Linked DNA regions of Gossypium arboreum: region 2 is linked to region 1. A link is a contact called in public Hi-C data. All regions are on one chromosome and are shown on one strand. Each heading gives the region's core, a stretch centred on a gene start, on an enhancer-like site or on the middle of the called end of the contact. The rest is flanking DNA. Distances are from core to core; before and after follow the strand shown. Region 1 holds the start of LOC108482705 (cationic amino acid transporter 1-like). Region 2 holds the start of LOC108486964.

Evidence for each region. A called contact is a pair of places that touch in the nucleus more often than the background predicts.
Region 2: a Hi-C map of leaf shows a contact between it and region 1, with 3 times the contacts expected there. The contact joins the promoter of LOC108486964 here to the promoter of LOC108482705 in region 1. A contact is called at or near these places in 2 of 5 Hi-C or Micro-C datasets (both in leaf).

What each region holds. Positions count from the first base shown.
Region 1 is chr1:59,263,266-59,269,028 of ASM2569848v2, forward strand. LOC108482705 (cationic amino acid transporter 1-like) reads right to left here and starts at 3,952. Exons shown (of 3, transcript XM_053028814.1): 1 at 3,780-3,952; 2 at 3,295-3,324; 3 at 1,303-3,201. The coding sequence starts at 3,182. The coding sequence ends at 1,404. LOC108482703 (187-kDa microtubule-associated protein AIR9) reads left to right here. Exons shown (of 38, transcript XM_053028811.1): 36 at 233-265; 37 at 363-494; 38 at 720-1,146. The coding sequence ends at 896.
Region 2 is chr1:59,893,437-59,899,083 of ASM2569848v2, forward strand. It overlaps LOC108486964, which reads right to left and starts at 2,935. Exons shown (of 1, transcript XM_017791132.2): 1 at 1-2,935. The coding sequence starts at 2,769. The coding sequence ends at 1,456.

The DNA.
Region 1 (5,763 bases), core at 2,702-5,201:
AATTGTCTTTAAAAATATTATCTGCATACTTATGGTTGTAGAAGTGCTTTTGATATCAAAAAGTGTTTTCAAAAGCAATGGTGGAGACATCCTAAGTAGAAATATATTTGAGTCTTAATCCTAGGAAAAAAAATTATAAGACTGTGTAACTTGATACTTTGACAGATGAAGTGGCCAAGTTTGTTTATACTTTTTTGATTTCTGAGACTTACTGCTTCAATCTCTGGAGCAGGTATTATGTGACAAGGATCGTAACCCAAAGAAGGTTCTTATTTCATATCCTCCCTTCCGTTCTTTATATGGTTATTCTATTTCAGAAAGAAAAACATAATTATCTACATTTATCATTATTAATGTTGCAGGTCCCAGGAGAAGGGTGCCTTGAGAGAAGAATCCTGGAAATTAATAGAAAACGAGTTAAGGTTGTAAAGCCGGGTTCAAAGACTTCTTTTCCTGCTACCGAAATACGTGGAACCTTTGCTCCTCCTTTTCATGTAAGTTTGTTTCTTGACAGAGCTAATTTCATGTCGTTAGACAATGCAATCCACATTGTTGTCTTCTAGTTGGTGCATTAGATTATAGGTCAAATGAATTGATAATTCTTTTCAAGGACCTTTTCTCTCATATTAAGAAAATATTTTAGTGATGAATGACTAGATTGCTCATCAAGACTCGATTCTTTATTTTTGTTTAAATCTAAAGGATCCAAGTTGTGGCAGGTGGAGGTTTTCCGTAATGACCAACGCCGACTTAGGATTGTGGTGGACAGCGAGAACGAAGTAGACCTCATGGTGCATTCGCGATACATCAGGGATGTTATTGTTCTTGTGATCCGTGGTCTTGCTCAGCGGTTCAATAGTACATCTCTTAATTCTCTCCTTAAGATAGAGACATAAAATTTGGTTAGAAAATATAAACGCATCAAAAGGCAATCAATTGTAACTTTCCTTTTTTTAGGTCTGTGTGCTTTCTCACCCAAAGGTCTTTTTGTTGGTGCCATTGCCATCTTCGTTGTTTTAGCTTGTAAGCAATTTATATATATATATTATCCAGTGTTGGGTTTTCAAAGCATTAGGGGAGCTGCAGGTGTTTCGCTTGTGCGTAATTCATTATTTAAATGACGATATTCTACTCTATTCGCAAGAATTTCCTTAGTCTTATTTGATCATCTTTCCTTCCGCCTTTTTTATCTTTTTGTAGAGAAAACCAGCCTGGACGTTTGGCCTTGCCTCCTGAAATGCTTGAGTTGGTAATCTTAAAAATTTTAATATTAATTTTACAAATTAATTTGCACAAGCCGAATTAAAAAACATAATTTTGCATTAATATAATTAAACCTTGAAGTTACAAATAACGAAAATAAATAAGAGCAATATATAATAATAATCTACTCCAGAAAAGATTCAATGGTGGAGTTGTGATGCTCCTCCATCCTCAAGGCATGTAGCAGTAGCTGCTGAAGTTGTATCAGTAGTCTCCTTAGCTGCATCATATGAAGCATGTAGTGCAATGAAAACATAATAGACCAGCAATAGCAATGTCCAGATTCCAAATCGCACATATGATGCCCCATCAACTGAAGCCATGATAAAAACGTTAGTGGCAAAAGAAGCTGATGGTAGCCAAGGCACTAATGGCACTCCCCACAACTTAGGTTTCTTTGCTTCCTTCACCATCAGATTTAGCCCAAGTGTAGCTATGAACCAAATGGGGACAGTCACTGCATATCCGATCCATCCATTTTTCCCAATCGCCCAATATACAGCAGTAGCAATTGAGGATCCTACCATCAACATCAAGAACAGGATCAGCTTGTTTCTGTTGGAGCTTGTTGTCTCACCTCCCACATAGTAACGTCTAACCAAAAGCGCCAATGCAACCAGTGAGAAAATCAACAGTGTTGTCAAGGAAAGAAGGTTTGCCAGCACGTCAAGACTTGTGAAGAATCCTACGATGGAGTTTAGGAGGGTCATGACGACTGTGGCGTTAACTGGTGTTCTTGTTTTCTCGTTAATGGTTGCAAGGAAGGGTGGTGCCAAATGAGTGCGCCCTATGTGAGTGAAATACCGAGCTTGTCCAAGTATGTTGGCTAGCAAGACCGTGGTCATGCCCTTCAATGCACCTAAAGCAACAATATATTTAGCCCATTTCAGGCCTATGGCTTGGAATGCCAAAGTAAATGGCGCATTCACATCAATTTGGTAGTAGGGTTGGATCAAAATCAATGTTGCTGAGAGAAGGCAATACAGTAGTATTATAATCAACATCGAGCCTATTAAGCCGATTGGGATATCTCGACCCGGGTTCTTAACCTCTTCTCCAAGGGTTGCCACTCCATCAAATCCCACATAAGCAAAGAAGAGAATAGATGAAGCTTTCAGAATACCACGGATGCCATTAGGGGCAAAGTTGGAAAAATGTTGGGGGTTAGCTTTGGTCAAACCAACAATGAGAATGAAAAGCAAAACTAGTAGATGGACAATGGTGGCAATGGAATTGAACCTTGAGGACCCTTTGGTGCTCATACATGCGGCAATGCAGATGAGCAGTGAGACAACTGCTGCAATAGGGTCTAAATGGCTGTAGTCTTCGGGAAAGGATGAAGCATGGAAGCGGAAACTATTGGGGTCATGGTTGAACAAAGTAGCGAGATAGGAAGTCCAGGACCTTGCCACACTAGCACCAGCAACCACGTACTCAAACAGAATGTTCCCAGCAGCAATATAAGCAACGAAATCACCCAGCTCTACTCTAAGATATGTAAATGAGCCTCCCGCAACCGGTAGTTCCACACAGAATTCAGTGTAGCACAAAACCGAAAGCAGCGCAGTCATACCTGAAATAAGATACGAAACCACGACTGCTGGCCCAGAATGATTTCTAGCGGCTTCCCCAGTGAGGACAAATATTCCTGAACCCATCACAGCTCCAATCCCAAACCAAATTATGTCCCACCAATTCAACCTTTTCTTCATTTCATGCTGGCTACGACCACGTATTTCATGTAGTTCCATATGGTCCGCGGAACGTGCCAGCAGCCGGTCTCTAAGCCTAGATTTAGTGTTACACAATGCATTCAAATAGCTTCTACAACTCTGAAATGACTCTTCTGGCAAGAAATCTTGCTTGCTGCAACCGCATCCCCTCTTCTTACCCCCATTCTCATTCTCACCACCTTCCATCGCTATCCGTTCTGAAATACTAACATGTAAAATGTTTGAGGAATTAAAATGACAAATCATCAAATATCAGTTTCACAGTCGTTGTTATAAGAATGTGCGAGGCTCAACAGACCTTACAAATCCAGGTTGGCTCACCCTAGACCTAGAGGAAGAAAGTCAAGAAATTATTCGATAACTATGACAATGTATTCTCCATAAAAAAAAAAGAGAGATTTTATCTGTTAGGATTTTCTCTCCATCCAAATCCGAGCGCAATTGGGACAGTTGGATAGAATTGAAACCTTCTTCTTGGCTTTTCTATTTAGGGGTAATTTTTTTCAATGAAATTTGAGTTTTTCTCTACAGATCTCATCACTCAATGATGTAAAAATCTACCAAACAACTTCTCCACTATGATTATAAGTTCAATGGCTATAACCAAGAAAGATCACGAAGAAGAAGAAAAAAGGAAATGGAAAGCAGATTGCCTGCATGCACTTAAACATTACGGATTTCATGGGAGATCTCCTTTTGGATTTTATTCTTTGTTGTCATTTCGTGCGTGCTTGAGACTGAGATAATACAGAATAAAAAAAGAGAAAAGAAAAGAAACCATACCTTGAAAAGCTTGAAAGCTAAGCAGAGACTGTTAAATCTACAACTGCACTACAGGTTAAAATAATAAAAATGGTGAAGGCTATTTATGATAGACAGAGAGAGCTCTTTCCACGTGACAATTTCCCATATATGCTTTATATTTTCGATCCTATATACTGTTCCATTACGTACGATGCTCTCTAGGTGTGCGGTTATAGATAAGAATATTTGTAATTCAAATTTCCTTGTGTTTTTAAAAATAAAACTATTTCATTATTTGGCCGAATTTTGGTAATTGTTTTGGTTTGGCGTTTGATTTTTTTTTTAAATTCATTCTTGAATTTGACAATTAATTTTAAATTATAACTTTAATTTTTTTTAAATTAATCTATAATATATTTTAAAAAGAAGTTAGAGAAAAAAATTAAAATTTATTGTGAGAATAATTATAGGTTCAAAATTAATTTTAAAATGTTTAAACTTTAATGGGAAACAATTATCTAATTCAGATATTAAGGTAGAAAAATTTACCAAATTAAAAAAAGTATTTTAGATAAAAAAATTTAAACCCTGAGAACCATTACCTAATTTGACTACAACTATTGCATTAAGATACAAAAATATATTTGGAGTGATGGATGATTAATATAGTAACAAAATCAATTTCAGGATACTCTTCGGTATACGTTTTGTACATATGGACAGGTTAATCCAAGATTAGTTGGCTTCCAATTAAAGTAGAAAAAAACACCCATAAGTTTAAATATGCTAGCGGTCCTATGCTATATTAAACTTTGAATTTAGTTCATTTATTTTTAATTTTGACACATTAAGTTTTTGCATTTTTAATTTAAAAATTTGATTTTTTTTAATTTTGTAATTATAAAAAGACAGAATTATTATGAAATAATGAAAGGAAAGAATAAAATAAAGAGGAAATATAAATATAAAGAAATAATATAATAGAAAGATAAATGAGAGAACTTTTATTTTATTTCTTCTACATCTCTACCAGCCTTGTACATACTTCTATAAATATATCTTTTAATATAATACAATTTCTTAAGTTACAAATAGTAAATAGAGGTTTAATTACAATATAAAATCCTCATTATTCCAATAGAGGTTACAACTTTGAGAGTTATGGACATCTATAATAATATATTATTTATACCACTCATTGGATATCCATTAATAAAGAATAAATATGTCTCGTTAAAATATTATTAGGAAAAACTTTGTGAAAAAAATTCTAGTAAAGAAAAAAGAGTTGATTAAAAAAGGGTATAGTGTATATTTTACTCTCTTATTTTAACATCATTTATAACTTAATGTTGAGACGTTTAATATTATTTATGAATAGTAAATCATCAACATTTATAACAAATTTTGTTGATGTGTATCAATATAACAATAAAGTTCAATTGCTATGCTTTAGATGTTGCCAACAGTTTTATAAAAATCATGGATTTTATCATTTACTATTACCAACTCAATGAGTGTATTAGACACATAAAGAAATAGTACTTTAGTACCATCGTTTTATAACATAATTGTATGATCATTTATATTCCTTTTCAATATCTCCAATCCACATAAAAAATGATCTTCATTAATTTTGATTATATAAACACCACTGGATACTCAATAGCAATTCTTTATGATGTTATTGTGTGACCATTTGTCCTTATTGAACACTCGATCTTCGGATATACTTTTATTATAAAGTTTATCCAGCAAATAATTATTGCTCTTGGAAATTTTCAAAACTCCAATTATATTTAATACATAATATCAACAATAATAACATATATTTATAAATACATTGATTATTAAAAATACGTGAAAAACTCATATTCATATTTAATGATTTTCTTAGAAACTCAAAGTTTTATGCTTCAAGCATTAATCCTTTAGGGATTTTTGTTTTTTATTTTTATAATATTATCAAATAATTTATATCAACTTAATAAAATGTACTAAATGTAAATAAATAACTTGTATT
Region 2 (5,647 bases), core at 1,685-4,184, 630 kb after region 1:
TTCCACATTAAGGACAAAAGGATACTTGTTTCAAAAATTCAAAGCATTATGACAAAATGCAGCCTACTTATATATATTTGCATCTGATAATCATAAAAAGGTCAGCCAACACTGTCAGAAAACATGCATGGATAAGGCTTATGATGAGATCTTCCTCCATATGAGAAACAAGATTTCAAAGGCCAACGGCCAAAAGCTTCAGATTACCTGTAACATGGACGTAAAAGCATTTCAAAGGTGCAAAGCCCCAAAGCTTCTTTTAAATTCCAAAAGCAGTACCATTGAACCTGTCCACTCCAGCTACATTGGCAGAACAAACGCTTCATACATGCTGCTAGCCCCCACGATAGCCAAAAACATTGGAATAATGAAATCCATTTTAAGGATAATGATCATAATTTAAACAGGACTTCCTCATAAAAAGTCTATTAGATTCATTTGTCTCATGTAGACCCTTTAAAACTTAATTCAGAATGCCAACTGATTGAACTCCAGAATACTCCACAACTTGGCAACAGTTACAAGCAAATTTCCGTAACCTTTTCAAAACCAGCAATGCAACCAGGAAACAGGATAAAAATGCACAGCCTACCTCAATTTACACAATCTTGGGTGATTTTATCTCACTTCTCATTACAGCCCATGCCAAACACATCATTCTAACTTAGGTTTTACCTCATTCTGATACCCTAGCACAAAAGCAACATCTAATATTTGCTAAAATTGCATGCCACACCCCAATATACTGCCCACTACAGCATAAAATGCAGATGTACCAGCATGCCTCCACTCAATTTCTAGAACTTCTTTTCCAACAATAAAATGACAAATCAAAAAAAGTCATAGCCATATCAAGCATATATGATCAGCATCTTATAACCAAAAGCATCAATTAGAAATAGGGTAAAATCAAAGCTAATTCACATTAGCATACGTTCTAAACATAATAGCATCATTACTGTACTCATTGATACCAGCAAGGAACAAATACTGCAAGCCAGTAAACACCAATTGATTGCAACAAAATATACAGACAAAAGCAAATATAGTGCCGTGCAAATGAAGTAATTCACATTAGCATACGCAAGAAGATACGGGGAAAAGACCACAGCACAAAGATAACGTTCTAAACATAATAGCATCATTACTGTACTCATTGATACCAGCAAGGAACAAATACTGCAAGCCAGCAAACACCAATTGATTGCAACAAAATATACAGACAAAAGCAATTTTAGTGAAAATATACAAAGCAATGTATTGCCTCATGATAAAATCAAACGTATATGGAACGCATTGGCAGGTTCTTACACCAAATAATGGCAGTATGGCATCACTCACTGCAAAAAACCAGGAAGACACGACACGCTTGATTCGATTATCTGTATCTTCAGTGTCACAGTCGAAATTACCATCTGCAAAGGCAAGTTCAACCCATTTTTCCCCAGTTGATTATCATCTAAGTCCATCAACCAAAACCTCCAATTCTCTCCTCCCATACCTTCTACCCGCTGCACTAGCTTCCCTACACCTCACCATAAAGTAAAATATCAACCAAGCCACCATGAAATACAGCTCCAAAGCAGCCTGAATAACAGTAGCGAAAAAATGATCCCCACCTATATAAGTCAAAACCCACATGGCAATAGCTTCATAGCACTTGATCTGTATCGCTTGGTTCAACAGTGTTGACATCAAATAACAACCTTCTTCAATAATTTCCCTCCCGGTTCTTCTCGAATCCACAATGGCAATCCAAGCAGCTAGAGAGAAAGCGAATGCAACTAAAGTATCCACCAAGAACCACGTAAACAAAAACCCTGAAATCTCCTTCTCAAAACCCCTAATCCACGGTGACATAACCGAAAAAGGCATCAACTTTAACCTAACAAAAAGCTTGAAAAACGAGTAGTGATCCTCAATTTCTCCGAAATACCATAATCCAAGAAGCTGAGTTACCGCGTCTCTTACCGCCCATTTCATTAAAACGAACCCAGTGAGTCTTTTTAATCCCACTTTTGACCCATCCAAAAAAGCCCCAATAAAGGAAACAAATCTTCCAATCAAGTCATTAACAACTGTAACAAAAAGAACACCCAAAATCAAAGAGTAAATCGTTGTAAACCCTAGAATCACCCACCCATACGAAAACGATAAAAAGCTGACGAGGAAAAAAAGCGTCGCTGCATCTTGACGGCCCAACTCAAATCCTTTATACACGAACTGAAAATCCACAACTCTTTCTTCTTGTTGTTCCCCTTCATTTCTTTCATATTCAAAGGGGCTAGTCTTGAATTTAACACCGTGACGAACAATCTCCAGCAACAGAATCCCGTTATCCGCCACGGAATGCGAAAATCCCAATCTAGTGTCAAAGTTGTAAAGAATAACCGGCGTAGAATTGATGGGGCGGTTAGGAAAAGAACCAAAGAGGGAGCGGTCCGGGTGATCATCGTCGGAAGAAAAGAAGTCGTCGTCGAGAGTACCGACACGGGTGAGGTGAAGGAAAGGACGGCGAGTAGGGTGAAGACGCGCGTGGGGGTGGGAAGGATGAAGGTCGAGGCGGGAAAGAAGGGATTTGAAAGAAGGGTCACGGTCGATGAAGGAAGTGAGGAGAAGGGAACCGGATTCAACTAAACAACGGAAAGAGAAGAGGAGTAAAGAAAGGAAAAGGATTGTGAAAGGGTGGGCGTAGAAATGCACGGCGGCTTGTCTTAGGACCTGGGAGGTAGATCGGATTTGGCCGAACCGGTGGTGGTGATCCGTCATGGCAGTCTCCGGTGGGTTCAGATTTTATGGGAAGTGAAGAAGCATTGGTGACGATTTTAGATGAAATTAGAACGGGGTCCCGTTTTTCTGATTTTCTCTATCTGTCAATATATATTTTGGGTCTGGGCCTTTGAAATTATCGTGGGTCCATGTTTAATATTAAATTTCGTGTTATCAACGTAAATACTTGTCTAAATCCGACGTAATCTGAAATGTGATTCGTATTTTGCTTAAATTCATTCAGACCTCTGTTGAAAAAAGAAAAAGAAAAAATTCACACCTAAATTTATTTAGACGGTAAGCTTAAACGTTTTTAAAAGAAATGTAAGCTTAAACCTAGTAATTTAATCATATCATACTATACCATATATATTATATTTCAAGGTATTAGATTGTATGTATTATATTTCAACTGGTTGATATAAAAGTTTAGAGCTAGCAAATAGGCTGTTTCGGGTTGGGCTTATTTTTAGATTTAAATTTTTTTAGATTTGATTTCTTTTCGAGTATAGATCAATTTTGATTCAGGTATTTTCAAGTTCAAATCTATTATAGAATTGAATTTTCAAATTTGGTCTCTTTCCGATTTGGAGATTTTCAGATTTGAGCTTGGATCGAATTGGGCAAGCTCTAACATATTCAAATAATCTTGAATTTTATTATTTATAAATATTTTAATTTCAAATGTAATAATTCATTTTATTTTTATACGATGATAACACAATTCAATTTTCCTTATAAAAGCATAAATTATATATATTTAATAAAATTCTTTCATATAAATTAATTAAAGTGGTTATTGTATCTAAAATTGATTATTCTATGATATTATATGAATCAACAAAAATATTTTTATTTTCTATTATTATATTATATTGACAATTGAATAACTTTTATTTTTCTTATTAAATTTATAAACTTAATACCTATTCTAAAATATTTATTCCAAAACTAAAATATATTATAGTAAGCTCAAACCCAAATAATATACTCATTATCACCCAAATTCAAAATAAACTAATTATAATCCAAGTCTAAAATAAAAAAAATTAAACTCAATACTTAATTACTAATTATAAAAGTTAAAGCCCAATTTAAAATTAAATTTTATAAAATAATATTTTATTAATATATTAAAATTCTAATAATATTTTATGTATTGCTAGTTATAATCATAAACATAACTATTAATGACATATCTTTTATTATAATCTATAATATAATAATAGTTATAAATACTAATACTTATAAAATATATTATCTTGTCATGGAATACTATATTGCATACTATAATAGTAAAGTAGAATATAATATATTAATTATTATCATATATTATTGTTTATTATTATACTCGTTGAAATAGGCTCTAAGTCCCTATACTTTTTAGACATTTGAAAATTATCCCTACTACTACATTATATAATATTATATCATATCATATCATATAGTATATATTATATTGATAGTTTTATATATGCATCAATGATTAAATATTATAATATCATGTAATTCTATATCTTTTATTGTAATCTATAATATAATAATAGTTATATATAATAGAAGTAAATTATATATTAATTATTAATTATTAATGTTTATTATTATACTATTTGAAATATGCTCTAAGTTCCTATACTTTTCATAGATTTGAAAGTTAGCCCTCTTACTATTATATAATGTTATATAATATCATATATTATATAATATATTAATAGTTTATATATATATATATGTATTAATTATTAAACATTATAATATCATGTACTCCTATATTTTTATTATAATCTATAATATAATAATAGTTATATATGATAATAGTACATTATATATTAATTATTATATATTATTGTTTATTATTATATTATATTGATTATTGAATAACTTTTTCTTTTTCTTATTAAATTTATAAACCTAATACTCATATTCTAAAATATTTATTCCAAAACTCAAATTTAATATAATAAGCCCAAACTCAAATAATATAATCATTATTACCCAAACTCAAAATAAAATAATTATTGTTCAAATCTCATGTCCAAAATAAAAAGAAATTAAACACAATACTCAAATGCAATTTGTAAAAGTTAAAACCAATTTTATATCCAAATTAATAAAAGTTATTTTATTAAGATATTAAATTTTAATAATATTTTATTTATTGCTAGTTATAATTATAAACATGTATTTTAATATGCTAAATTATATATAACTATTGATGCTATATCTTTTATTATAATCAATAATATAGTAATAGTTATTTATATATATTACGACTTATAAAATATATTATTTCATTATATAATACAATATCATATACTATAATAGTAGAGTAGTGCATAATATAATCATTATTACCATATATTATTATTTATGATTATAATGTTTGAAATATGCTTTAAGTCCCTATTTTCCTACATTTGAAAGTTAACCCGCCTACTTTATTATATAATTCTATATTATTTCATATAGTATATAATATATTAATAGTTTATATATATACGCATCAATGATTAAACATTATAATATAATGTAATATTACATCTTTTATTACATTCTATAATATAATAGTAGTACATTATATATATTAGTTATTATAAAAAATATAATATATTATTGTTTATTATTATATGGGTTGAAATATACTCTAAGTCCCTATAATTTTGTACATTTGAAAGTTAATCCTCCTATTATTTTACATAATGCTATATCATATCATATAATATGTTAATAGTTTATAAATATGCATCAATGATTAAACATTATAATATCATGTAATGTTATATTTTTAATTATAATATATAATATAATAATATTTATATAAATAGTAGTGCATTATATATTACATATTATTACATATATTTTTTTATTATCCTACTAG